Regions from separate parts of the Sus scrofa genome. Here all the other regions are linked to region 1. The links are chromatin contacts, called in public Hi-C and HiChIP or PLAC-seq maps. All regions are on one chromosome and are shown on one strand. The core of a region is the stretch at or near the end of the contact, and the rest is flanking DNA. Distances in the headings are between cores, read along the strand shown.

Region 1 (5,105 bases), core at 1,114-3,613:
TCATCACTATCCTTCACCATAAAAAGTTACAAATCTTTTTTTTCTTGATGATAACTTTTAAAGATTTATTCTCTTGGCAACTTTCAAATATGCTCTACAGTGTTGGCTACAGTCACCATGCTGTAGCTGACATTCCTGTGATTTATAACTGGAAGTTTGAATCTCTTGGCCCCCCCTTCACCCACCTCACCCACTGCCCCCAAACCTCGTTCCTCCTGGCAATCATCATTCTGTTCTCTGTATCTATGAGTTTTGTTTTATTTGTTCATTGGTTCTGGGTTATAGATTTCACATATAAGTGAGGTCATACAGTATTTGTTCTTCTCTGACTTATTTTATTTAGCATAACAGCCTCGAGGGCCATCCATGTTGTCATAAGTGACAAGATTTCATTTTTTAATGGTGGAGTAGTAATCTATCCATCTACCCAAGGACACTTAGGTTGCCTGCATATCTTGGCTGCTGTAAATAATGATGCAGTAAACACAGGGTTGTTTCTAATTAGTGTTTTCAGGTTCTTTGGAACATGGCATTTCCAAATTTCCAGAAATGAAATGGCTGAGTTGTACGGTAGTTCTATACTTAATTTTTTTGAGGAAACTCCACATGGTTTTCCATAGTTGCTGTACCAATTTACATTCCCATCAACAACAGTGCACAAAGGTTCCCTTTGCTCCACATCCTCACCAACACTTGTTATTTCTTTTTTTTTTTTTTGGCTGTGCATGCAACCTGCAGAAGTTCTCAGTTCCCGGGCCAGGGATTGAACCCACGCCACAGCAGTGACCTGAGCCACTGCAGTAACAACATCAGATCCTTAACCCACTGTACCACAAGGAAACTTCTCTTGTCTTTTTTCATGACAGCCATTTTCAGAAGTGTAATCTCTCACTGTGGTTTTAATTTGCATTTCCCTGATGATAAGGAAAGTTAAGTGCTTTTTCATGTATCTGTTGTCCATCTATATGTTTTCTTTGGAAAAATGTCTATTCAGATATTCTGCTCATTTTTAAATTAGGACTGCTTGGGTTTTTTCTTCTTTTTTTCTGAGTTATATGAGTCCTCTATGTATTTCGGATATTAACTCCTTATCAGATACATGACTTACAAATGTTTTCTCCCATGTAGTAGGTTGCCATTTCATTTCGTTGATGGTTTTCTTTGCTGTACAGAAGCTTTTTAGTTTGACACAGCTCTACTTGTTTACTTTTGCCTTTGTTGCCTTCACTTTGGGGTCAGATCCAAAAAAAAAAAAAAATTAAAAAATTTTTACATGAACTGTTCACTCATTTGTGCTATTGTAAAGCTTGGAACATATTTCAAGCCTAAGTACACATTAGATCCACTGAATAAGGCTTTTATGACACTTCAATATGTATTAAAAGTTATTTAGCCATGAAGGACTAACTCCTTTCAGGAATATTCTGCAGGAGCACCTCAAACTGAAGAAATCAGAAAACAACACCCATGAATACGGAAAGCTGTAAATGGTAAAAAAGTACATTTTATCTATTTAGCGAGAGCCTTCATTACTCTTCCTTTCTATAGACTTCTTTTACAGACTTTCTATAGACTTAAAAGTCTTTTATCACAGGATGATAAATATCCCTGGTATTGACTGACTTCAAGGAAACCTGAATGACTTCCTGGATGGTTTATGCTATAATTACTCAATTATACATAACTATAGCTGCAGATGTGTAGAAAGTAAACAAGCCAGCAATTAGAGCATTAAGTGTACGTCTCTCTTCTTACATCTCCTTATGTGTCCAATATTATCTTCAGTGCTCCTTCTGGCTTAACTTCCTTTGCTCTCTCCAAGTCTATAGCTTTGCATGCTTGTGGAGCTTATCAGTTACCCTCCAAAATAACTCAAAATCCAAGAACCAATAATGTTGCTAGGGCTTGGTTGGACATGTTACTAATTCTTAGAAGTTCACTGTTTTTCATTTTTCCCCTACTTTTCTGCATCTGTCTCCTCTGAACCTCGTACACCAGTACATGCTGCATCAATAGCTTCTCCATTCCACCCCAACTCTCTCTTTCCTACCCTCAACTTTTATTTCAATCAGTTACGTTAAAGTCTTCTTTGTACTTCAAATTTCCTAAAATTGTCAAAGAAAGCTTTAAAGGGACTGACTCTTTATCCTTTATTACACAGATAAGAGATTCTTGTCTAAACTTAAAAACCATGTCAAAGCTGATTTTCTTCACATGATTTGGACAAACAAATGGGTTAGATTTTTACCACAATGCAGGCCTATTTTTAGAGTCAAATACCAAGACCACTTCAGCAGAGGGATGCACCTACTTTATGTGGAAATGTGGTGGTTTTGTGGCCTAGACGAGTTTTCATTCAAATGACTAACCTTCTTATGTAAGTTGGTCATGAGTGACCTAAACTGCTCCATTGTAACTTAATTTGAATAGTAATCTTATGATCCACACTGAACAAGAAGACATTGATAGATTCTGTCCATAAGAATTAGAATATAGGAGATGGTATTATAGCAAAACCCAGATTTCCTGACAAATATAAATCAGCATCAGCACTGAATTTAAGAAAATCTAAATGATCTTCCCTGTGTTATCCCAAGTAATTTTCTTACAGTTGCCCTTACTGTTCTCCCTTCCTGTTCAGCCAGAGCTTTGTTGCTAGCTTCTTCATGGTTTTATGAAACAAAAAGCATTCCGGACCCTGGATTACTCCTCGTCAGTGCTAGAGGTAGAATGAAATAGGCAGCAATATTTTGATGTTTAAAATTTTTCAGTCTGTCTGAATTATGAGGTTGATATGCCATGTTATAAATTTTATAGTTTCACAATTTCTCTATCTATTGTCCACTTTTTGATCATTTCATAAGAATTTATAAAAGGAAGAAACAAGAAAAGTTAGAATAAGGGTGGGATGGTTCTTTTCAGCATTTCTAGATTAAGGTTTAATGGGCATTTTAAGTAACAATATAAGATAAACCTATAAATTTAATGTATTCATTCTATCATGTCCTAACTTCTGTGGCTAAATGAAGGTTTAATAGTAACTTGTAAAGCCTGTTTATTGGGACTGTATTAACAAGACAAACTCAGATTACTGCCTTACTTCACTTTACCAGTTCTACCAATCCTCCCTCCCCCCCTCCTCTAGTGACACAGATTTTATTTCTACTTCCAATTACATTTAGTACCTAAAATTCACTAGAGGAAAGGATAACTACCTCAGAATTACAAATAAGCATCTTTATAGAAAAACTGGAATGAAAATTTAGATTGGCATTGTCTCATTTCCATAAGGATACTAAGGGTACTGAGTACTGGACTTATTACAAAAACTGAATGATTTCAGAAACATTAAAAAGAATCAGAGGTTGCTCAATGAAGCCCACTGGAAAGTGCTTCTTTGAGATTAGATATTATCATGTAGTCTGTAATTTTCTAAATTTTTTGATCTCATGATCCCTTTAGACTTTTAAAATTGACAACTTCAAAGAGCTTTTGTTTATGTAGATTATATTTATCAATATTTACACTAGAAATTAAAACTGAGACATTTTAAATATATTTATTCATTTAATAACAATAATAAGCCTATTGCATGTTAATATAAATAACACATTTTCGATGAAATGTAACTATTTTCCAAAACAAAAAATTAGTGAGAGAAGTGATACTGTTTGAGGTTTTGCAAAATCTCTCCAAAATCTGGCCAGAAGAGAAGACGGTTGAATTCCTTTTTTTTTTTTTTGCTTTTTTAGGGCCGCTGGGGGTACAATCGGAGCCACCAGTCTACACCACAATCACATCAACATGGGATCCAAGCTGCATCTGCGACCTACACCACAGCTAACAGCAATGCCAGATGCTTAACCCACTCATCAAGGCCAGGGATCAAACTTGCATCTCCTCAAGGATACTAGTCAGATTCATTTCTGCTGAGCCAGGACAGGAACTCCAAGCCAGCTGAATTCCTGTATCTATTTCAACATTCAGTCACTTGCTTTATGTTGTTTTGGTTGAAGTATAAAGCAAAAAACATGTACTCACACACATATATAGCTGGAAAAGGGAAGAGTATTTTAATAGCATTTCCAGGTAATTGTGGTCCATCTTTTCCAATACTACACCAAAAACTGACAAGCAACTGCTTCTTAAAAGTGGGGAAAATGTGGAATTTGATACCATTTCAGTTAACTTTTCATACCATGTTACATTAAAAAATCATTGGTCTACCTTGCCTTTCGGGATAGATCTTTTCAACCACATGCATAAATTTGGGACGCTATGCATTAACCATTTAGGAAAAAAAGGTTCACTTCGTTTTGCAGATCTTCCAAATGTTGACAATTTTCACTACATAGTACCAAAAAATCATTTTCATTAATCTTCAGAAAAGTCTTTGTCTCATCAGGAAAGTCTTTAAGTGCTAGAAAGCCATCAAGCTCCAGGTGGCAGGTTCAAGTTTTCCAAAATACTGATCTTTGTTTTAATTCTTAAATCTTACCATTGTCAATAAATAATGTTGGGTTTTTTCCCCCTTAAGAGAGAGGTTTATGTCCTTTTTTCCAGAAAATGTCTGACAGATAACCAAGACTGAATAACCATATTTGTCTTACAATTGATCATTTGAGTAAAAATGGTGTTTCATGAAATACAAATGCTAATAAGTTCACCTCACAGCTTAATCTGCACAAATGCTTTCTCTGGTGACAAGCATCATACGTCTGTATTCAGCTTAAATGTACTTCCCCCTGTCATCACACAAGACATTAAAAACATGTCAACTCTAAGGTTGAGATTTAATAAAACTGAAGTTTTTAAATGAGTTTTCAAGGATATTTTATTTTGTTTTGTTTTTCCGTCCTTCTAGGGCTCCACCTGCGGCATACGGAGGTTCCCCAGGCTAGGGGTCTAATTGGAGCTGTAGCTGCGGGGCTACACCACAGCCACAGCAATGCCAGATACAAGCCGCATCTGCGACCTACACCACAGCTCAGGGCAATGCCGGATCCTTACCGCATTGAGCAAGGCCAGGGATCGAACCCGTATCCTCATGGATTCTAGTGGGATTCAGTAACCACTGAGCCATGAAGGCAATTCCAAGGATATTC
Region 2 (5,448 bases), core at 479-2,978, 160 kb after region 1:
TTTCATAAAGGAGTTAGGAGTAGGGCTCAGAAACCTATCAGTTTAGAAACCTAAATCACCAGTAAGTCTGGGGACACTCACTCATCTGGAAAAGTTGAAAATGTATAATGAAACAGGCGATTTTTGAAAACTTGGGAAAAAGAAGGTTACTAAGATCCTACTCTGATTCCTTTTAACTCATTGAAAGAAATTGAAAGAACTGTATTATCATATTCCAAATCTTAATTGAGCTTTATTTTTAAGATCTTGCTATTTTCTTCATTCAAGGTTACTTCTGAATATGTCTTTTTTTTTTTTTTAGGGCGGCACCAATGGCATATGGAGGTTCCCAGGCTAGGGGTCAAACTGGGAGTTGCAGCTGCTGGCCTGCACCACAGCCATAGTAACACAGGATCTGAGCCGCGTCTGCGACCTACATCACAGCTCATGGCACTGCCAGATCCTTAACCCACTAAGCAGGGCCAGGGATAGAACTCATATCCTCAGGGAAACCAGTCGGTTCTTAATCCACTGAGCCACAATGGGAGCTCCATAATACAAGTAAATCTATTTTAAAATGCAGCTTTAGGAGTTTCCATTGTGGTTCAGCAAAAATGAATCTGACCAAGGTTTGATCCCTGGCCTCACTCACTGGGTTAAGGATCTGGCATTGCCATGAGCTGTGATGTAGGTCGCAGACGAGGCTCGGATCCCGCGTTGCTGTGGCTATGGCAAGGCCAGTGACTACAGCTCTGATTCAACCCCTAGCCTGGGAACCTCCATGTGCTGCGGGTGCAGCCCTAGGAAGACATTAAAAAATAAAATAAAATACAGCTTTACTAGTTACTTGGGAGATATACTTAGGGGCTTTTTAAAAATTAAAATATAAAAACAGCATACAATGCTTAAACAGAGTGGGTTAGAGTTCAGTTCATCTCAGAAATTGAACCCAAAAACTATTCAGGTCCAATCATCCGAAAGATTACTATTCACAACAGTATCAGTGACTGTGGTACTCAAAGAGCTTCCAGTTAAATCTATCAGAGAAAGGAAAAAGGAGTATTTTGATTTTTGCAAACACAGAATAATCTCATCCCAAGGTCTTCAAAAGTATCCTTTAATATATGGCATGAATCTACAAAATTAGAACAATATTAATCTTACCTAATAAGGCTGCTGTAAGATTAAACCGAGACATATTATGTGTGAATACGTTTTGAAGAATTAGTAAGTCTTACACAATGTTAGATATTTTATAAGCCTATGTGGACAAATGAATTAAACCAATAATTATAAAAATTAACAACCTATTTTGTTAAGAAACACTGAGCAAAAAGTACATTAACTGTAGTTCCTCTTTTTTAAAAAAAATGATCTAAAAATAAAATCACAAAAGACTTTCCTATCATTATATTACCTTGTGAATTCTTCTACCTTCATGTACACAGAGCTTTAATTAACTAAGTAGTATATACCCTCATGGAACCCACATCTTCATAAGGCCATAGTATTAAAGAAATACTACTGTTAGTTGTAGAATGATCAAATTAATTAAAGAATATTTCATCAAAGAAACTGTTACTATTAGCTGTGAGACTATCAAAACAAATAAAATTCCCGTTCAGTTAAGTAGCCTTCAATACAATAAAGGAAATAAAACATACACACAAATAAGTGGAATACAAGTTGAATGATGAAAAGTTCCGTAACAGCTATGTAAGCAAAGTTCAACAGAAGTTCAGAGACAGGAGAAGTTATTTCTAGCGAAGGGGAGAGTACAGAAAGAGATGTTAGGGGAAAAAGTCCTATTTGTGCTGGGTCCTAAAGGATGAGGAGGATGTTGAAACATTCCTAAATAAAACACACACTTCCCTGGAAGAAAAATACCTCCCGTTCACTGGGGGGGAAAAAACGATTATCTCATTAAGTAGTACCAACATCCCTCCAATATGTATTTCCCACTGAACTAGAAGTTCCCCTTTTCACATCTCCCTATCCTTCCCCACAATCCCAGTGCTCGTATCTATCACCATATCTTATCCATTTCAACCTCCTGTATCTCTCTCCAAGCTGCCCACCCTTCTCTTCTCCATCATCACCATCTCCCTAGTCTGAATTACCATTGTCCTTGCCCATATTACAATCAGCTTCTGACTGGTCTCCCTGATCCTCACCAATTTGTCTTCTACACTGAAAATACTGTGGTCTTTTCTAAAGCAAATACACCAGTCATCACTGTCAGACCCCAATTCTTCACACACGGTTACTGGTCTAGCCTCCTTTTATAACACATGCCCGCTCACAATTTCTGATCCAGCCACTCCCGTCTTTCCTGAGTCTTAGGCTCACTAACAGCAGGACCTCTGCACATGCTGCCCTCTTCATCTGGAACACGTGCCCACTCTTAACTCCCGTCTCCTTGATAACTCCTACTCACCCCTTAGATCTTAGTCCCTCAAGAAAGTCTTCTCTATTCTCCCAAACTAAATTAGACCATTTAGTTACACACTCTTAAGAAGCTGTATAATTTCTGAGGTAGTATTTGTTACAACTGTAATTTTATATCTATTTGGTATTTAATTAACAATTACCTCCCTGATTAAACTGTAAGCACCATTAGGATAGGGTTCACAAATAATTTTGCCTTAGGTTAGACCTGCCAACAAACCTTATCTGTTCCCACGTCGATGTTTTCTTTTCAGTCAAAGTATTTATGGTGAACCATGGAGAGGCGTCACTGTCCTGCCTACTAAAACATGCAGTCTGTAAACCAAATGCAGGCCCCTCACCACTTCCCCTCCCCGCACTGTTGCTTCCCAATGTCTATTTGGCAAAAATTACTTCATTTTTTAACCTAATAATAAGCATGATTTACTAGCTTAACTGCCTGTTAGTAAGAGGCTTAAGAAGTTTAGTCTAAACCTAGAAAAAGTGACTCTGCTTGCCAAAAAGTATCTTCAGAAAAGGGGGAGAGAAGTGTTTCAGTGATTTATTCAGGTCAAATAAACATTCCCAACTTCCACTCCACCATTTATAGGAAGAGATGTGCTGTGAAATGTGTCATCAGGGCTTATGCCATTAACAGTCTGTAGTGTATTTGGAGGAATCTGAAGTAGGAGATGAAGTTTTTTATTGTATTGAATCAGATGGCTACATGGGCGATACTAAGGAGATACAATGACCTCTTTGGAGCACTGACTTTAAATAAGAAAAAGGCATTAAAGAAACCCAACTTGCCAAAGCTTTAGTAGCTCACGATCACACCTCCATGAAGAGGTCAAAACAGCAGATTGGAAACTGCACAAAGAACAGAAGATGACGGCTGATTTGCTCTAGGGCGAGTTGTCATTCAGGCTCAAACCAGATAGAGAGACACTTCAATCAGTCAAGATGGATTAGCAAAGAATAGATTTACCCTTCTGCCTGAAACAACTAAAATTATTATTTTCCCATATTATTTAAATCTTTTTAAAAGACAGTCAACTATTTGAAGCAAAAAATAATCTTTTTTTGTGGGGTTTGTAAGTAAAACATAAGAAAACAACGACACAAAAGCCAGAAAGTGAAAAATGTTAACTTTAATTTTATAAGGTTCTTTTACTATCCATGAAGTAATATATTACCACTGGAAGGCAGACTACTACAAGTTAAAAGATGTACACTATATGAAATAAAAAGCAATCTCTAAAGTAAACAAAGTAGAAAGTGGAATTATAAAAAATACACAATGAATGCAAAAAACATTAAAAGTAAAAAAAGATTTAAAAAAAATATGACAAATAAAGCCTAAATAGTAAGATAGTAGATTTAAACCCAACCATTCAAATTAAACCCAGTCACATTAAACATAATCCCATTAAATATAAATTGTCTAAATACCTCAATGGAAAGGTGAATAAAAGATCAAGACTCAACTAACTGCTGCCTACAAGAAACCCACTTTAAATATAAGGACACAAGTGGGTAAAAGTAAAAGGATGGGAGTTTCCATTGTGGCTCAGCAGAAATGAATCTGACTAGGATCCATGAGGATGCAGGTTCTATCCCTGGTCTCGCTCAGTGGTTTAAGGATTCGGCACTGCCGAATCTGGAATCTGGCGTTACTGGCGTTACTGTGGTGTGGGCCAGCTCCTACAGCTCCAATTCAACCCCTAGCCTGGGAACCTCCACATACCTCCGATGCAGCCCTAAAAAGACCAAAAAAAAAGTAAAAGGATGGAAAAAGATATTCCATGCTAACACAAATCACAAGAAAGCTAGAGTGGCTATATGAATACCAGATAAAGTAGATTCCAGAATAAAGAATATCACAGTGATAAGGAAGACCATTTCATAATGATAAAGAATACAATAATACTATTTCTTCATCAGGAGGACATGATACACATAAACGTTTATGCTCCTAATAACAAAGCTTCAAAATACATGAAGAAAAACCTTATAGAACTACAGAGAAAAAATAGACAAAACTACAATTATACCAAAGACTTCAACAAATCACTCAACAATTGATAGCAAATCAGGCAGAATACAGAAGATCTGCACAACATCATTAATCAACTAGACCGAATAGATATTTATCAAACCCTCCACTCCACAACAGCAAACACACATTTGTTTTAAGTGCACACTATATTCTAGGCCATAAAATAAGTCTCAGTAAATTTAAAAGGATTCAAACCATACAAAGCATATGACGTGACCACAAATTAGAAATCAGTAACAAAAAGATATCTGGAAAATCCTCAAATATTTGTAAACTATGTAACACACTTCCATAAAGCCCATGAGCTGGAGTTCCTGCTGTGGCACCAAGGGATTTGCAGCATTTCCACAGCTCCAAGACACAGGTTCAATCCTCGGCCCAACACAATGTGTTAAAGGATTCCTGCAGACACAACAAAGGGTGCAGCTGAGGCTTGGATCTGATCCTTGGCCTGGGAACTCCACATTCCACAGGGCGGCCAAAAAAAAAAAAAAAAAAAGCTTATGAGTCAAAGATGGTATCAAAAAAATTGAGAAATTATTTTGAATTGAATGAAACACCCTTCCAAAAACACATTTGTGGGCTGCAACTAATACAAGACTCAGAGGAACATTTACATGGAAACATCTTTATTATAAAAGAAGAAAAGTCACCAATCAATGACCTCAGTGTCTACATTAAGAAACTAGCAAAGGGATAACAAATGAACCCAAAGTAAACAGAAGAAAGGAAAGAATAAAGGTCAGAAGAGAAATCAGTAAAATTTGAAAGGAAAAAGGAAGGAAAAAAGCCAATGAAATCAAAAGCTGATTCTCCAATCAATAAAATTGATAAAACTAAACCAGACTAACGGGAGGATAAAACAGGGAAGATACAAGTTTACAGTATCAGGAATGAGAGAGGTAACATCATTAAAGATTCTGAAGTTATTAAAAGGACAAGGAAATAGCATAAACAGTTTTGGGCTTATAAATCTGACAACT
Region 3 (5,942 bases), core at 915-3,414, 220 kb after region 1:
GCTTGTAACAGCCACACCTCTTAGGCTGTTCCTGTCTCCTCTGCTCTCTGGTGTGGAAAGCTGACCTCAGAGAGAACCCTCTGCTTGGAAAGGGTTTCCTGGGGACGATGACTGAGGATGGTGACTGGGGATGGAGGAATGCAACTGGAGGCGTCCCGTTAAAGGGAGAGACTGGGAGTTCCTGTCGTGGCGCAGCAGAAACGAACCAGACCAGGAGCCACGAGGACGTGCGTTCGATCCCTGGCCTCGCTCAGTGGGTTAAGGATCTGGCATTGCTGTGAGCTGTGGTGTAGGCTGCAGACACGGCTTGGATCCTGTGTTGCTGTGGCTGTGGTGTAGACCAGCAGCTACAGTTCCGATTTGACCCCTCGCCTGGGAACCTCCATATGCCACAGGTGCAGCCCTAAAAAAAAGGGAAAGACGGATTCCTTCGGCTTTATTGGCTTATTAACACTGACCCTGGTACAGGCGGAACCTCCTCAAGTGCAGATCTGATCAGGGCACTATCCCCTGCTCGCAATCCTTCAATGGCTCCCCAGTACCCTTAGCATACTGTCCGCATATCCCCATGAAGGTTTACAAGGCTCTGAAAGAGCTGGCTGTGCTTGCTTTGCATCCCCCACCACACTGTTTAGCACAATTCCCCTGCCTGCTCCCAACTCCACTAGCTCTACTGAATTTCTTTCAGTTCCTCAAATATCTGCTTCTTTTCTTCCCCAGCTTTCAACTATGCCCTTTCTCGCTGCTCCTGACTCATCCTTTACCTTCTCCTGTTGAATGTTTGTACCCCTGCAGCCTCCTTCACCACCACGGCTGAGTTAGGCTTCTCCCCTTCGAGCTTCCACAAACCTACTGCTTAACCCATCACTCACACTGCTTTGTAATTACGTGATTGTTTGTCTGTCTCTCCTGCTGGATTGTAAACACCCAAGGGCAGCACTAAGGCGTCTGTCTTGCCCACGGTTGTCTTCCCAGTGTGTGGCCAGTGCCTGGCACAGGGCAGTGCCCCTCAAGGATTTGTTGAATCAATGGGCATCATGCCAACATGACAAAAGGAGTCCCAGTGGTCCTTCTCGGATTTACATTTGCCAAGTTTTAGTTCAGTGTCTCCTGAGACACGAAGAAGGGCTCTGAATTCAACAGACATGTGTTGCAGTGGGGCTGCCTGACATTGCTTCTCCTATTCCTGTCCCATCCTGCCTGTTCCAGGAAGCTGTCTCAGGAATCCCCATGTACCGTTTTCCCAGTCAGCTCAGGGCCAGCAGGGAAGTTCCTTGTTTGTACACATACTGTCACCTGTTTGTTTCAGATTTAGTAATTAATTCTATTTCCCATTAGCTTGAAAATTAATTTACTATTTTTTAATTTTATAATAATTTTTTCTCCATTATAGCTGGTTTACAGTATTTTGTCAATTATCTACTATACAGCAAGGTGACCCAGTCACACATACATGTGTACATTCTTTTTTATCACATTATCACGCTCCATCATAAGTGACTAGATATAGCTCCCAGTGCTATACAGCAGGATCTCATTGCTTATCCATGCCAAAGGCAATAGTTTGCATCTATGAACCCCAAATTCCCAATCCATCCCACTCCTTCCTCCTCCCCCTTGGCAACCACAAGTCTGTTTTCCATGTCCATGATTTAATTTACTGTTAATTATATTTATTTGCAAATGATTTCATATTTCTGCCTGATTTTTCTTCCCCATATTTTTTCCTCTTTTCTTTCTTTTTTTGGCCATACCCACCACATGTGGAAGCTCCCAGGCCAGGGATGGAACTGGAGCTACAGCAAAGGCCCAAGCCATAGCAGTTAACAATGCTGGATCCTTAACCCACTGAGCCACCACATTTTTCTAAAGAGTAGGAAGAATGTCTTTTGTCAGTCCTTTTAATACTTGATGTTGTTTTGGTTCACAATTTGTAGATATATAATGAATAAACATAGGATGATTTAACATCTAATTTTTTTTTAGAAACCGGATTTATTACAGCACCATTGTGGAAATGCATGCTAGATGTATCTGGTGATGTGGCAATTGGACTAAGTTTCTTAAAGGAAACTGTGGTTCCAGGATGGGCTTGGAAACTCTGGCCCAGAACGATGAGGCGCCACAGCCCTGGTCGGTTGGCAGGAAGCCCACAGCCTGGGAAAAAAAAGTTGTTCTAGGGTGCCCTCTAGTGATCCAAGGCACCACTAGGTCAGAAGCCAGGGCCAGAGGCTCTTGAACTTCAGCAGGAAGCAGAATCAATGGGGGAGCCTAATAAAACTACAGATGCCAGGATGCCAGGATGCCAGGCCAGCTGGGAGAAAAATCCTTTCAATCAGCATCTTCGGGGATCTGATGCACTGGCCACGGATCACACTTTGTGAAATACTGATTATGGGATGCCCATCAGAGAGAATGTTCCAGATATGTAATCTGAGAACACCCGATCTCATTCTTCAGGACCAATCACTGACTCCTTGCTGACTATTCAAGGGTGGACAGGAGTGAGAAAAAGGGAGACAAAGCGATGGCCTAGACCTCTGATGTGAAATACAATCCAGGACATATAAGAACAGCCAGCAATGTTTTTAGCTGGACCATTGAGCAGATGTTTTAGGGAAGATTGTGTCACCTTCTCTCTCTCTCTCTTTTTTTTTTTTGCCACAACCATGGCATGCAGAAGTTCTGGGGCCAGGGATCCATCTCCTGCCACAGCAGCACCCTAAGCCACAGCAGTGACAATGCTGGATCCTTAACCCGCTGTGCCACCAGGGAAATGCTGTGTCACTTTCTCTTGCTGCCTGTCTATTCTCCGATCTCATGGAGGGAAGCCCCTCTTCTCTTTTCGTGCTCTTCCTGGCAGTGGGTGCTTGGTTTCTATTGCGCCTACAGTCCATGGCCAACTCCGTGTCAGACTGTTCATGGGTATCATCTCTGGAAGTCCCTGGAACCATCACAGGTGAGGCATGCTTTATGCCATACAAGCGGAGGGAAGGTTTGCAGGACAACTGGTTCAAGCAGAGACAACAGCTAGAATCTGCTTTCCCACATTCTGTACTTACACTAAGTGAACTCACTAGAAAGATAAATAGAGCAACAACCATATCCTTTTCTCTATTGTAAAAGAGCTAATTCCTGTTCAGAAAGAGAATAATGTCCATCAGTGATAAAATAAAAATTGCATCTCTGAATCCCTGTCGGTATAGTTATCCATCAGTATCCCAGGGGAGTGGGGGTGGGGAGAATTGACTCTAGACACCAAAATCCACGGATGCTTAAGTCCCTTATATAAAACAGTGTGGTACAATCTGCCTCCATATCCATTGGTCCAGAATCCGTGGATACCAAGGGCTGACTGTACTTTTCTTCCTTCCTCCTGATAATTTCAGTTGAAGGCTGCTGCTTTAATTAGGGGCTTGTTAGCACATTAGAATGTTTGTTGAACCTTGCAAGGTGATAAATCACTCTGATTTGCAGTCTAGTAGTTAGGTCTAATTATTTTATGTGCTTTTTAATGTACTAATAGCATCTAATGAATTCGGTTAAATGGTAAAATCACATTTATTGAGTGTCTATGTGTCTGGACTCTGTGTTGGGCCTTGGAAATATAAAACAGGATAGGGAAGGGTGAGTGTGCACCCCGCAGGGCTTGGAGCCTAGAGGGGACATTATCTCTGATGCAAAGTGATGGGGACCTTACCAGAAATATGAATCCAGGGCTAGGATCTCACAGGACAATGATGTCTCTCCATGGAACTGGCTGAATAAACAAATGCTCTCACAGATACACACTAATATCCTAATAATTGATAAGCTTGAGAATTTCAATGGGGAATACTCATTTCAGTGGGAAATTCAGAGTATTCCAATGGGGAAAAACCACATCATTCATTTCCAAATTTTCTTGGGCAAAAGAGTTATCCAATCTCTCTTCTCACAAATAACAACGTTTTCTTTCATTCTATCCCCCCACCCCCACCCCACGATATCTTTAAAACAAAACATGAGGTGCTGGCCTGATGCCATCCGTTTTCAGTCCTGCTCATTTGCTTGTCCGGAAAACTTTAAGCACAGGCTCAGAGAGCCCTTAATGAGAGTGCTCATTAAAAAGCTGTCTGAAATGGGGAAACAAATTACAGGCACAGCACAGCCCACTCTTCCTCCTCATTTCCTTCTCCCCCCTCCCAGACGGCAACATTACAAACGACAAGGTGAAGTGAGTCATCAGGTCGAAAAAAGGCACTTGCCGGATGGGTCTGTCTTTACCTTGCCGCTTTGATGACATTTATCTTGCTTCACTGCAGCACTAAAATGTTGCCCAAACAGCAGGAGGGCCCTGTGCATGTAATGATGGCCTTGGTAAAGGCTTTGATTGTGTGTATTTGGGTGGAACTTGAGCTTGTAATTGGCGAATGCGCACATTGTCTGATTTCAGAGACTCTCCCTGGAAAGCCTGTTTATTCCTGGGGAAAGGGGAAGTTTCTTTCCTTCTAGGTGTATCTGTGACCACCTTTTTTTTTTTTTTTTTTTTTTTTGTCTTTTTGCCTTTTCTAGGGCCGCTCCCTCAGCATATGGAGGTTCCCAGGCTAGGGGTCCAATCGGAGCTGTAGCCACCGGCCTACGCCAGAGCCACAGCAACGCGGGATCCCAGCCTCATCTGCGACCTACACCACAGCTCATGGCAACACTGGATCCTTAACCCACTGAGCAAGGCCAGGGATCGAACCTGCAACCTCATGGTTCCTCGTCGGATTCGTTAACCACTGCGCCACGATGGGAGCTCCCCGGGACCACCTTCTGAAGGTTTCCTCGGGACTCTTGCTTCAGGATGGCAGCGATCCTACTCAGGGTTGGTCTGGCTACCTTGTGTCTTACAAAGTCACTCTCTGCAGCTCTCAAGTTGGCAATTTCGTGGGCTAGGATAGGCTTCCTGCCTCCCGGCTCAAAAGGAAGTGATGGTGGTGTTGGCCCCCAGGGAGGAAGAGATGGGAGATGGGTTTTATTTTTTTCCTCCTTCTTCTCATCCTGGAGTTTGCAAAAGGAAGGCTACAAATACCAAACAATTCTTCCACACCTGGTAGCTGGAGCAATGTTTGTGGGGAAAAGGAAATCCTTCCCACCAACGTGCCATATACAGGTCACTGGGGTGGAGGCACTTTCAGTTCAAAATGTGCAGCATGGTTCTTTTCTGTGCTGAGGCAGGGAGACTACATCCTTTAAAGTCAGAAGCCTAGGGTTGAGGGTTTTTTAGCCTTGTCTCTTGCTAGCTGTTTGATGCTTTAGAATTTGCAAAGTGCCTCTAAAATCTCAGTGACTACCATGTGCCAGGCCCTGTGCCAGGCCCTGAGAAGGCAAAAATAGAGACGTCCCTGGCTCCACCCTGAAATTTTGTACAATCTCCTGGGGAGCCAGACCTATATAGTCACAACACAACGTGGGATGTGCTTCACTGAAGCTACGGAGGAGTTCCCAGGCAAGTGAGAGGAGGCAACTGTGTATGTTTTGGAGGTGGGAGAACAGAGTGAGAAGGTGAGAGGTGATGAGACTATGGTTAGGGAAGGCTTCCCACGTCAAGAGCTTGTGCTGGATTTGGCAGAAAAAGAGAGTTCATTTAGAGAGAGAGACGGGGAGGGAGGAAGAAGGGTGGTAGAACACTGGCTGACAGCAGGAAAGGGGGGGCAGAGAAAAGGAATCTAAAAATCTAGGCTCAGGGAGTGGGCTGAGAAGTAGCAGGGGAAGCAGCAGAGACTGGCTTCGAATGCTGCAAGAGGCCAGCTGCAGTGGGGGTGGGGGGGGAGTGAATGGGGGAGAGCAGTGGAGCCAAAGAGCAGATTCCTCTTATAATTATTATTGAGACACAGTTTTTTTTTTTAATTTATAGGAATATAGTTGACTTAAAATGTTGTGTTAGCTTCAGGGGTACAGCAAAGTGAATCAGTTAT
Region 4 (5,133 bases), core at 1,583-4,082, 190 kb after region 1:
ACTAAAGACAATAAAATAGTAACCAGGATGAGCTGCCTTAGAGGAAGGAAAGCAGCAGTACTACACAGTAAATAAAAACAACTTATGGTTAATTGATAGGGAAGACAAAAAAAAAATCACAATGCCGTGGGACGTCTTCAAACTGGCTCTGAAATGCACATTAGGTATGTGTCTGGGAGGGAGGATATACATATATATTTAAGAATATAACACACACTTATATATACACATACTGAAACACAGCCATACACCACACAAACCTAGCCCTAGGAATAGACTACAAAAACAAGCACATAGTTACATGCAAAGAACGCAGTTAACACTAGGTCTAGAAAATCCAGGCAGAAGAGTTGTGGACACTCAAATACTGAATTACCATATGTATGTATTCTTGCGGTAACAGGTCCCATCTGTAACTTCACATAAAAAACAGTACGCAAAACAAGTATCTAAGGACAGAAAGAAGGAGCAAATAGGAAAAGGGAATAACTACAATATACCCTAATTCAAGCTCATTTTCAGATTCTCATCAACCTTTGTTATACACTATGGGCTAAGTGGGATTAGCAGGTGAGTGGAAAGCCAGACTCTAAAGGTTTTAATCTGCTGAGAATGAACTGGGTGACCTTGCATCATCTCCAACCTCTTTGCTTTAATTCTTTCAGTTAATTAAAACAACATCGAGAAACATTTTAAAACATCCAGCCAAATACAAAGGGCTAATACATAAATCCTTAAGAATAAAATTGCTGGATTTTTAGAACTGAGAAGACCAGTACGAGATCATTTAATCCACTCATTTTACAGATAAGGAATCCCAGGTCAAAAAAGTGACCTGATATGCTCCAAATCACACAGCCACTTAGGGGCAGAACTGAGACAAAAACTTGGATCTCTGGATTCCCAGTTCTATGATCTTTCTGATAGTAATAGACTTAAAGTCTTGAAATTAACTGAACTATCCAGGAAGACAACATTAAAGTCATAAACACAAACCCTGTTCAGAAGGATTAAAAAAAAAAAAAAAAAAGGATTGTACTTGATCACTACAGGCTTAGATGCGCACGACTTCAGGATAACATCTTAACAGTGTGCTGATACCAGGTGCTTCAAATTTGCCATCTTCTCCTCAGCCACATTACTAATGTCTTTCGTATTCCTGTAAGCTAAGCGATAAACACGTTGACGGTTCAGTGTTTTGGAAAGACACAGCTCAGTTCTGAATGCCAGGCTATGGGTTTTCCAAAGCACCATGGTTTTAATGCTGCCACAAGACTCACCCTAACAGAATCTCATCATTCAGTTTTAATTAAAGAGGTGGTTACTAGGAATGCAGAAAGGGAAAGTTTTAGTGTGTTCATCACTTTTTAACTTGCTGAGTAGCAACCCAGTCACTTTACAAAGAGCACCAGAAACAATAGTGCAATCTAAAACAATCCACACCCCTTCGACTAAGTGTCTGCCTTTAGAGAGTGAGGTTCATAAAGAGGTTATAGAATTAGACTGTTTCCATCAAATAAATTTTGGTTTTCATTTTATTATTGTATCCTCTGCTAAGATTGTTCATTATATCTTGCTTTCCAGCCTTGTCTCATTCAAGAAAAAGAAATGAAACCCCATTCACTTGATTTCATGGTGTGTTCTTGAAGACTGTCTACTTCCCTTGAAGTAACCACCTAAGAATTAAGTCTGCATAGTCCAACTCCATCTTAAACTTACTGCAGGTGCCTGAAAAGGTCCAAAGATCATACTGAGTCACACCTCTCTCCCCCAGTACTAGTCTGGAGAAACTTGTTAGGAATGCACTCCATAACAAAAAGGGATGTGGAAAACGGACCCTGGATGGATGGGGACTCAGAACGGATCAGAGACCAGGGAATGAGTTTCAGCCTGAGCAAAGACAAGAAACACTAGCCTCTAAGACGGCCTTTCGTCCTTACCGTACACCCGGACCCAGCTCTGCTGCTGGCACACGGACTCCAGGAGGATCCGATCCAACATGCCACCGGCCACGGCGCCACTGACTGGGACAACGGCTTCCAGCTCCTCAGGAGGAAGCGGCGAGTCGGACTCCAGTCCCGGGAACATCTCCGGCCAGGACAGCGCCTCCGCGGCTCCGCCGGACGGCAGGGAGAGCTCCATGGTGCCCCGGAGGGACAAGGCGGCGGCGGCGGGGCGGGCGCGCGGATCCGCGCCCTGCCTGCGGGAAGGGGAGGAGGAGAGCGCAGCTGCGGGGGCAAGGACCGGAGCGGCAGCCGGCGCGGACGCGGCTCACCTCCTTCCCCGGCGCCCACTGCCCGCGTCTCGGAAGCTGCAGCCCACCTGCAGCCTGCGGGCGGGACCCAGGCCGGGAGGCGGATCCAGCGTGGCCCCGGGCGGGGGTGGGTCCGGGCTCAGGTGTGGGTCCCTCCCGGGAGGGGACGTGGAAAGACCCGGGAGGGGCGGCTCGCCTGCCTGCCCCCTCGGAGCCGCCTTTCGGTGCCCGGGTCGGCGTCCCCCGCGGTCGGATCCGGCCGGGGGTGGGGATGGAGCGGGGCCGGGCAGGGCTGGGCGGGGGGCGTCGCCGCCAGGGGCTGCCCCCTTTGACCGGCTCCCGCCGCCGCCGCCGCCTCGGGGGCTCCGAGTGTCCGCTTCCTCAGCCTGGAGGAGGGCGGTGACCCCGGTTTCTCGCCTGCCTGTCCTCAGCACCCACCCCAGGAATGAGCCGGCCCGCCCCCCTAACTCTCAGGCCACTGCTCCTGCCGTGGCTCCAGCTCAGGCTCCAGCTCTGCCGCGGCTCCCACAAGCCCGGCAGCCGCGGCCGTGGTGGCGGCGGCAGGCGGCATCCCAGGGTGATAGGCCGGAGCAATCGAGGGCCGAGAGCCCAGCCGCGTATGCAACTGAGTAACGAAGCGGAGGAGGAACTGCCGCCGAAGGCAGGAAAAATCGGACACCGAGTTATTCATTCAGCCAGTCCCGCCTACTTTCCAAATAATTCTTTCTCCAACCGCCCTGCAGTGTTTGTCCTGGTCGCTGGGTCTCCCGGGCTGCTGCTTGAAGTGGAGCTGACATGGGGAGGCGGGGAGGAAAAGGGGTGCGGGAAATTTAAAAAGGAAGGAAAGAGCTTCCCTTTCCACTATTCCCACTTTTTCCCTTTTAGGTAGGCATTTATGTCTTTGCTTATTTGAACTAACTTTTCTTTCTTATTGGAGGAAGAGATTGAAGAGGTTGCTTTATTTTTCAGTCACCCTAGAGGAAACGCCTCCTTCCTTCCCAGAGAGGAGAGTTGGCAGAGAGGTCTGGGATTGTGGGATTGTGTGGGATCCGCGCACTCTGCCCCGTCCGCGCTGAAGCTGGACTTGTCATCGGTTTAGAATAGCATGGTTAAGAAGTGTGGTGTGGATGGATGGACGGGCCTCCCAAGCCCATGAAATGCTCAGAAAAGCCCAGTATTGACCAAACACGTTTCTTTTTCCCTTTGATCTTTGTGCAATATGTTGGCTTTTTCTCCAGAGCCTCTGATGATGTAACTTGCGTTTTTTCGGTTGTGGTATTTTTTGTTTTTGTTTTTTTGTTTTTTTAATAGATTTGTGAGCTGTCTTCCTTGACCTTAGGTTTAATTTTCTGCCCACCCAAAGCAGTATTCACCAGTTCAGATTTAAGTGGTCGCTGGAAAAGTAATAATTAGGATTTCAAAATTGAAAAGTAGCAACTTAAAAGTGTCTTGCACATAGGTTTGCAAAAATGTTTATTGAACACAGCTATGTAAAGGGGGCAAGGTTTCCATAAGTTTACTTTTTTTTTTTTTAACACCTTTTAGGGAGGTTTATTTAGTTCTTTCCCTGGTTTCTCCCTGCTTTGTACAAGGAGACTAGGCTACAAGAGACATTTTAGTTTTCTGGTTTTGTGGTACCATGGTGTACTGTTTGGGCTTATCAAGACCTATGAGAACACACTTTGTAATTTTCTCCAAACTCTTATTTAGAGTAATAGTATTTTCACAGCAGGAAGTAGCCTTAGAGGTAATCTCATCATGCCTCTTAACAGGTGAGGAAACTGAGGAATGAATGGCCATGTTAACCTGGCAGACCAACAACCAAAACACAGAGGTCAGCACGGTCTCAAAGATATTGATTATTTCAGCTTCTTTCCCTCAAGAACCTTTTGTAATTAAGCTTGTTTATCTGACTGCATAGACAGACTTCCAATCTTTTTTTTTTTTCTTTTTTTGTCTTTTTAGGGCTACACCCACAGCATATGGAGGTTCCCAGGCTAGGGGTCTTATTGGAGCTGTAGCTGCTGGCCTACACCACAGCCACAGCAATGCCAGATGCAAGCCACGTCTGCGACCTACACCTCATGGCAATGCCAAATCCTTAACCTGCAGAGCAAGGCCACAACCAGAACTCCCTACACTTCCAATTCTAAACCGTCCTATCCTTCAGTGATTGGGTGGACAAAAGAAAGTGTTGAAACTAGAGATTTCAAGCCCTCCACTGAACAGAGATAGAATATTTCTATTTACACTGCATTACTGCTGAAGTCATGGTAACAGAAGTCGGAAAGCAAGGGAATAATGGGATAAAATTTGAGCATCTCTTTATAGATCAGTATATAAGGAATTTAGTTACCCTAGCAATTATTCCAAAGCAGCATTACAAGTGGCGTCTGAAACATTCACAGTGGGTTGGGTTTTTTTTCCTAGCTTGTTCTCTCATTGGTGTCATTCATTCTTGAGCTGAAGAAAAAACTTCTACCAATCCCCAATAATCCTACTTTCTTCATCCAGATTCCCCAAATCCCAGTTCCTGCTTCTGACCTACCCCTTCTGACCCCAGACTGGCTGCAGTGGTTATCTAGTTACTTAAGTAACAGTATGTCTGGAATTTATCTAATGTTTTTAATTTAAAGAGAAAATACTCTCACCACCTGAACAATAATTCTGCAAGATAAGCAGAACCAGTATTTTTTAAAATCACTATTTAGCCAATAGGGGGAAAAAAGAAACTAAAGCATAGAATTCTATTAAGCAACCTACCTAAAGTAGTATATCGGGTTAATAGATTAAAACCCTAGTTTTCTAATTTTTGGATTCACTGATGGATCTGGATTCCTTAAGGGGTTTTGCCCCCTTTGGCTGGTAGAGTTGTTCTA

What was found. A called contact is a pair of places that touch in the nucleus more often than the background predicts. HiChIP or PLAC-seq counts read pairs in DNA pulled down with a chosen protein or histone mark.
Region 2: a contact with region 1 is called in an H3K27ac HiChIP or PLAC-seq map of alveolar macrophages. The contact joins two enhancer-like sites. A contact is called at or near these places in 1 of 47 Hi-C or Micro-C datasets (embryonic fibroblasts) and 1 of 2 datasets of contacts at active chromatin or transcription factors (alveolar macrophages).
Region 3: a contact with region 1 is called in a Hi-C map of alveolar macrophages, with 2.9 times the contacts expected there. The contact joins two enhancer-like sites. A contact is called at or near these places in 2 of 5 promoter capture datasets (fetal liver and liver), 22 of 47 Hi-C or Micro-C datasets (adipocytes, adipose tissue, alveolar macrophages and 15 more) and 2 of 2 datasets of contacts at active chromatin or transcription factors (alveolar macrophages and skeletal muscle).
Region 4: an H3K27ac HiChIP or PLAC-seq map of alveolar macrophages shows a contact between it and region 1, with 5 times the contacts expected there. The contact joins the promoter of RASAL2 here to the enhancer-like site in region 1. A contact is called at or near these places in 7 of 47 Hi-C or Micro-C datasets (alveolar macrophages, embryonic fibroblasts, epiblast stem cells and 3 more) and 2 of 2 datasets of contacts at active chromatin or transcription factors (alveolar macrophages and skeletal muscle).

The regions. Positions count from the first base shown.
Region 1 is chr9:120,125,784-120,130,888 of Sscrofa11.1, reverse strand. The region is part of intron 1 of RASAL2 (ras GTPase-activating protein nGAP); the gene reads right to left. Among named protein-coding and RNA genes, the nearest start is that of RASAL2, 190 kb to the right of the region's middle. Within about 2 kb of position 2,363, at least 3 of the 83 cell types and tissues checked have an H3K27ac peak or open chromatin away from gene starts, as enhancers often do. A contact at or near this core is called in alveolar macrophages, where this site is marked.
Region 2 is chr9:119,966,116-119,971,563 of Sscrofa11.1, reverse strand. All of the region lies in intron 1 of RASAL2 (ras GTPase-activating protein nGAP), which reads right to left. Among named protein-coding and RNA genes, the nearest start is that of RASAL2, 28 kb to the right of the region's middle. Within about 2 kb of position 1,728, at least 4 of the 83 cell types and tissues checked have an H3K27ac peak or open chromatin away from gene starts, as enhancers often do. A contact at or near this core is called in alveolar macrophages, where this site is marked.
Region 3 is chr9:119,902,288-119,908,229 of Sscrofa11.1, reverse strand. No RefSeq gene overlaps it. Among named protein-coding and RNA genes, the nearest start is that of RASAL2, 36 kb to the left of the region's middle. Within about 2 kb of position 2,164, at least 10 of the 83 cell types and tissues checked have an H3K27ac peak or open chromatin away from gene starts, as enhancers often do. A contact at or near this core is called in alveolar macrophages, where this site is marked.
Region 4 is chr9:119,939,002-119,944,134 of Sscrofa11.1, reverse strand. It overlaps RASAL2 (ras GTPase-activating protein nGAP), which reads right to left and starts at 2,832. Exons shown (of 18, transcript XM_021063720.1): 1 at 1,941-2,832.